Regions from separate parts of the Hermetia illucens genome. Here region 1 is linked to region 2. A link is a contact called in public Hi-C data. All regions are on one chromosome and are shown on one strand. The core of a region is the stretch at or near the end of the contact, and the rest is flanking DNA. Distances in the headings are between cores, read along the strand shown. Region 1 holds the start of LOC119652876 (lethal(2) giant larvae protein). Region 2 holds the start of LOC119651493 (carbohydrate sulfotransferase 1-like).

Region 1 (2,891 bases), core at 336-2,835, 560 kb before region 2:
AGATTCGGAAAAACGGTACGCGGACGCGAAGCGTCCTCACCTCAATGAATGCAATTGCTGAAGATATTTCCGAGTCGGATTCTACCGGGGAGGGATTTGGAGTCATTAAATATTTCGAGAGTAACGAACCAAGGGGTCCCCCCTACGGTGGGGATGAAATGCGTTAGAAAATACCTTCCCCTGGTGCATTTCGAGTATAAATGTTCTTTTATAGCCAAATTTGTCTAAAATTTATGAGGAATCCAGAAGCTGGGTGCTAGCGGTATAAAAAGTTTTGTGATTTTCTTGTGTTGTGAAGCTAGTTATTACAAAGTGATACTTACATAGCATGATGTCGTGAGAGTACAGTAAATTTCCATGAAAATAAATAGGAATGAGTTGGATTTTCAACAAAATCATAGCTACCTTCCAGTCTTTTAGGCTATATTTTTAACAAAAGAATTTATTAAGTTGTTACATACAATGGCAGTGAACGAACTGACATTCAATATGACGAGAAACTAATATATTTCAAAGTTTTCAATATTCCATTTTGCCCGAATTCGTCATCAAATCGCGGGCACATCAAAAGCGTAACGAATTACAAGTTTCGAATATGGGTCAATTCGAGAGTTTCAACCTTTGATATTCCGAAAACGAAAAGGGATTTCGAAATTGTTTCCTTTTTACTTTCGTCTTATTTTGGGCCATTGTACCAGAATCCATCATCAAATTGGGGGGCGACAGAAACCGTAATCGTGACCATTTTTTTTAAAGGGGCATAGTGTATCGATCTTGGTGCGATTCTAAAGCACCATGTACAAGACATCCGATTTTGTACATAAGATGAGATGAACTAAAATGCTCAAAAGGACCGTATTGCCCACAGAAGTATGCAAGCGTTCAACACCACACTTCAGTAGATCTGCACTTAGATGCTTACATTCACCATGTTTCCCTACCCTATCACCTATCTTCGTCACGTACTGGTGTCCGTTTTACACAGTACGCCCCACACTTGGGCAGGCAATGACAAGCCGTGAGTTCACTGAATCATTGTTTTCTGACGATATCAAATCTTTAGAATTCGGGAGTATTTGCCCCCTTTAACCCTACTTGATGTGACGGGAAAAAGTTCGGACCCTTGCTACTGAATTAAAGTAACTTGACTAGCGTTTTATTAGCAAATGTTTTAACAGACACCCTTTTGTAATTTCGTCCACTCTTGAAGTACCAAGAGAGCGCCAATTAGCAAATGAAATACTCCTCTGGCCACATAAATGTACACTTTTTAATCATCTATTGTGCAGGTATTTCCCATCAAGAATTTAACGCACTCAACAGGTGCAGAGTCGAATCTTTCAACTTTTACGCGATGGGCCACATTTTTAACATTCAATAATTATTATCTTGTTATTGTACATAAACATATGAAATCAAAATTTGCTCCATACTTACTCTATAAACTGTAACTGATAATATTCCAAGAAAACGGCCGCCGACACAATCCTACCGAACCAAATCCCAAACAAAATATTTGTTTTGAGTGACAGCAGCGTAGAGGCAAAAACATGAGGAACTACAATTCACCAATATTAGGTGTGTCTACCGTCAACCTTGTATACACAGTCTAAACAAGAGCTGCGTTCACTCGCGAGCCTCGAGGGGTCGCGACGAGCGCGTTGAAAGTCGTGCCCACAGTTAGATACTAGACAGCTACCACACTCCTCCATGCCCCTCAAGGGCGGAAAAAATCAGCGTGAGTACGCTGATTTCAAGTTGTTTTACCTTTGAGCATGAGAGAGATGTAACGAAAATCCGATCAGCTGTGTTTGATATAACGCCCGGACTTGCCAATGTATTAGTGAGATCGGCAAGTTTTTCGTTATGTATAAAGTGAATACGAGAAACAACTGTTTGCTATATGGATGAGCACGGCAGTAATACCAGAATAGCAAAAGCTCACCGATCTCTCTCTTACCAATGCGATTTAACGAATATTATGCCTTTTCCTTGTTAAGCGTCTCTGATGCGTACGGATAAGTTTCTGCAGCTCATTCGCAAGTCGGGTCATTTAGTGTTGATACTGCTTATAGTAGATCTACTGTGGACGTGCCCTTTGATTTGAAAGCGTTACCTGTCAAAAGGGAATTTTGAGGAAGTGTGTGTATTGTATGCAATGTGATTTAATGGAATATTCTGTTTGTTCCACAGCTGATTTGACATTTTGGCGCCATGTTTTTAAATCACAATGCGAAGGTGATCAAAAACTGACATAACGCTCGCGATCATTGTATACAGACTAGATGAGGTAATATCAAAATGAACGTCGTCAAATTCCCGATGACGTCACTTGGACTGATACAATGTGGAGTGAAATTTAATAAACATCTTATACCTCTATTTATGAATAAAGTCAATATCTATGAAAATCGGTAGAAAAGCCTCAGAGATATTCGATTTCAAAATTTGATTTAGGTGAAATGATCACAGATGTGTTAATACTGCGATAAAAATCAAGTCATGTCTAAAATTTATTGTTAGTAAATCGAATGCTGCATTCAAATAATGGAACACCTCACGTTTAGAAATTTAAAGGAAAGTTAGCAAAGTTCATTGATAATAAAACCAATCAATCACGTTCATATTCAATAAATAACATAAACGTTACATGAGCAGATAAAATTAATAATTTTTCTTTTTTCAGTGGTGCTATCATTCTCAAATTACTTCTGATCTTCATTTCGTTGTTTTTTTTATATGAATTTCCCATTTTCCGAATGTCTCCATTTTGGATGTCGTCTACCTTTTTTATATTTTTTAAACTTCATCTTCAAATTGAATAACAAAAGATGATACAACTTATTGTACCTCTTTTTTTGTTTCCTGAACTTTACTCTTTTGGATCTGCC
Region 2 (2,882 bases), core at 188-2,687:
CCCTCAAGGGGGGAAATCAGTGCGAGTACACACGATTTCAAATTGTTTTGCCCTTGAGCATGAGCGAGATGTACCGAAAACCCGATCAGCTGTGTTTGACATACCGCCCGGACTTGCCAATGTATTGGTGGGATTGGCAAGTTTTTGCTTATGTATAAGTAAATACGTGAACCAACTTTTTGCTATATGGGTGAGCACGCCGTAGTACGAGAATAGCAAACGCTCACCGATCTCTCTCTTACCAATACGATTTGACGAAGATTATGCCTTTTCCTTGTTTAGCGTCTCTGATGTGTACAGATAAGCTTCTGCAAGCACATTTGCAAGTGGGGTCATTTTTGTAAGGGTACTGCCTATAGTATATCTACTGTGGTTGTGGTCACGTACTTCACGCTAACGAGAATTAATTTACCAATATTGGTCTGAACATCGAAGTCAATGGTAAGCAACCAAAAGGCCGGCCGAAACAACGGTGGCTTGATACGCTGGATGGGAATTTAAATACCTCGCGATTACATCCGACATTTTTTGAAAAGGTGGGGAGTGCGAGGGGTCGAAAGTGTTCATTTCTTTCACGGACCCATTCTTAGAAACTATTCAACCCAAAAATCGGAAAAAATCAAAGAGCTGCGACTGTATGGCGCCTAGGCTCCGAAATACCTTCCATACCGATACCTGTCCCAATAAAATTAATAATAGTACATTACTATAATTTTTGGTAATTGGCTGGAGACCCTCCTCAAGTTCTTCTTATAAAAACGAAATTTGCTGGTCTCACTTTTGTCATTTAGTACACAAGGAAAGACGGCGGGCGCTAAAAATGGTCATTTCTTTCATCGACCCATTCTCAGAATCTACCCAAACGAAAAATTTAAAAAAAAATCACCAGGTAGCCACTATATGGTGCTTAGGCCCCGAAAAACCTTCTATAATGATGTCTGTTCCAATATCGTTAATAATAGCATATTGGTCTATTTTTTAGTCGTTGACCGCAAAACCCCCTTATGTTCATTCTAGAAGAGCAGTAATATAGAGCATGATCCTACCAAGTTCGCTAGAAAGCGCACCATTATTAACCAAGTTATAATAGGTCAAAGTTGTCTCTTCAGCGCAAATTCTAAGGTTTTGAATATCAATACCACGTAAAAGTGGATATTCTGACATAATATAGGTTTATATATTACGTGCTAGATACCAATGGGACAAATGTTCACTCGAATGTTTTTATATAAGAAATATACAAAATCTTTCATACCTGAAGTGTCCAACTTCTGGTTTCCCGGCTTGTTAATTCTTCGAATTCTTTAGACAGTTCCTTAATACGGGGTGCCATGTTTTGACATTCTTCGGTTTTTTGAGTAAATGATAGTGAGTTTGTTCGCTTTTTGTCTCTAAATGTAAAATGATAGTGAGTTTGTTTGTTTTTTTTGTCTCTAAAATATCTCGAGAACATGTAATTTCGTTTAAAAAAATAAGATACTTCAATTAGATAATCTGTGCCAGAAATAGTCCCTTCAACAATCAAGCACTGACTGACTGGATACAAACTTTTTTGATGTTTATTTCCCAACTTTGCAATAGTCACGCTGTAGTTTCAAACGGAGTCAGGGAATATGGTTAACATTTTCTTTTTCACATATTTATCCATTTTTGTGACACATAACATCTAATACAATTTGCTGTTATATAGAAATATATAGACTCCTACGTAATATGATTTTAATGACTCTAAAAAGTGTTAGAAAGTACTAAACCTTACTATCATTTTATTGGTGTCATGAAGTTGTTGCTTCCGGCAACACCGGTCGTTTGAATGGAAAAGACTGGAAAATGAGATGAGAAATTTGTTGATGAAATTGACGTTTGTCAAAGAAAATGTGTGCATAACTTGGGTTAAATCGCTGAAAGAAAAGTGGTGTAGCCATTGTATTTCATAGCAATTAGAATGGACATTAGTTTATTTGTAGTGGACTGGTAGTGCTAGTGGTTTTACCATGAACTTTAAATAGAAAATCTTCAATTAACTGATAAAGTTAATGATCATAAAATGTTATGGAACTATATCAGAAAAGTGTCCAAGTGATAAAAAATTATGAAAAATGTCGCGGCGTATGAATATGATTGGAATATGTGCCGTCAGCAGTATTTGTGCCCTATTGTTGATAGCTAGTCAGCACCGGATTCCGCTTCCGGATTCCGCTGGCTATTCAACACAGGTTGTTAATGAAACAGCTACAATCGGCGATATTTTGACCCTGCAACGTGCCCGCATTGCAAGGGAGATGGAGAATTTCGACTATCCTTGTGGCCGTTTTGGGGTCGACGCAGAAAAGTTGTCTGACATGACACCTGAGACTGGTGGCAAAGCCCGTTCGAAGTGTTATCATTACCACCTGGCGGTCAGGATCCACATTTCTTGGAGATATTTTGAATGCAATGCCAGGAAATTACTATCACTATGAGCCGCTTTTGAATTTCGATATTGTGCAAATCCGTGGGCCGCCCATGCAAGATGTTGCAGTATTAAATTTGAAAAATCTTTTGAACTGTAACTATACAGATATGCATGATTATCTGGCGTACGGCAAAGATCATCCGTATTTATTTCAACATAATGTACGATTATGGAATCAATGCAGCTCATATCCTCAATACTGTTGGCAACCAAGATTTCTGGAACCATTCTGCCGCCTCTTTCCTCTACAGAGTATGAAAGTCGTACGTATTCGGTTAGCGCTTACTGAAAGCCTACTTAAAGATGAAAGGTAAGTAATAATGGCGTATGCAGCATATATTTTTTGGAAAGCAGAACTATTTGTTAAAATGGACACCAATAGTCCTAACTTGTGTGCGTTTAATTGCCTTTAATTATTGCTCTTCTT

The links. Hi-C and Micro-C count contacts between places; a contact is called where the count stands out from the background.
Region 1: a contact with region 2 is called in a Hi-C map of whole body, with 2.7 times the contacts expected there. The contact joins the promoter of LOC119652876 here to the promoter of LOC119651493 in region 2. A contact is called at or near these places in 2 of 2 Hi-C or Micro-C datasets (an unstated tissue and whole body).

Annotation. Positions count from the first base shown.
Region 1 is chr3:110,102,609-110,105,499 of iHerIll2.2.curated.20191125, reverse strand. LOC119652876 (lethal(2) giant larvae protein) reads right to left here and starts at 1,585. Exons shown (of 12, transcript XM_038057237.1): 1 at 1,438-1,585.
Region 2 is chr3:109,542,547-109,545,428 of iHerIll2.2.curated.20191125, reverse strand. LOC119651493 (carbohydrate sulfotransferase 1-like) reads left to right here and starts at 1,437. Exons shown (of 5, transcript XM_038055107.1): 1 at 1,437-2,363; 2 at 2,365-2,765. The coding sequence starts at 2,100.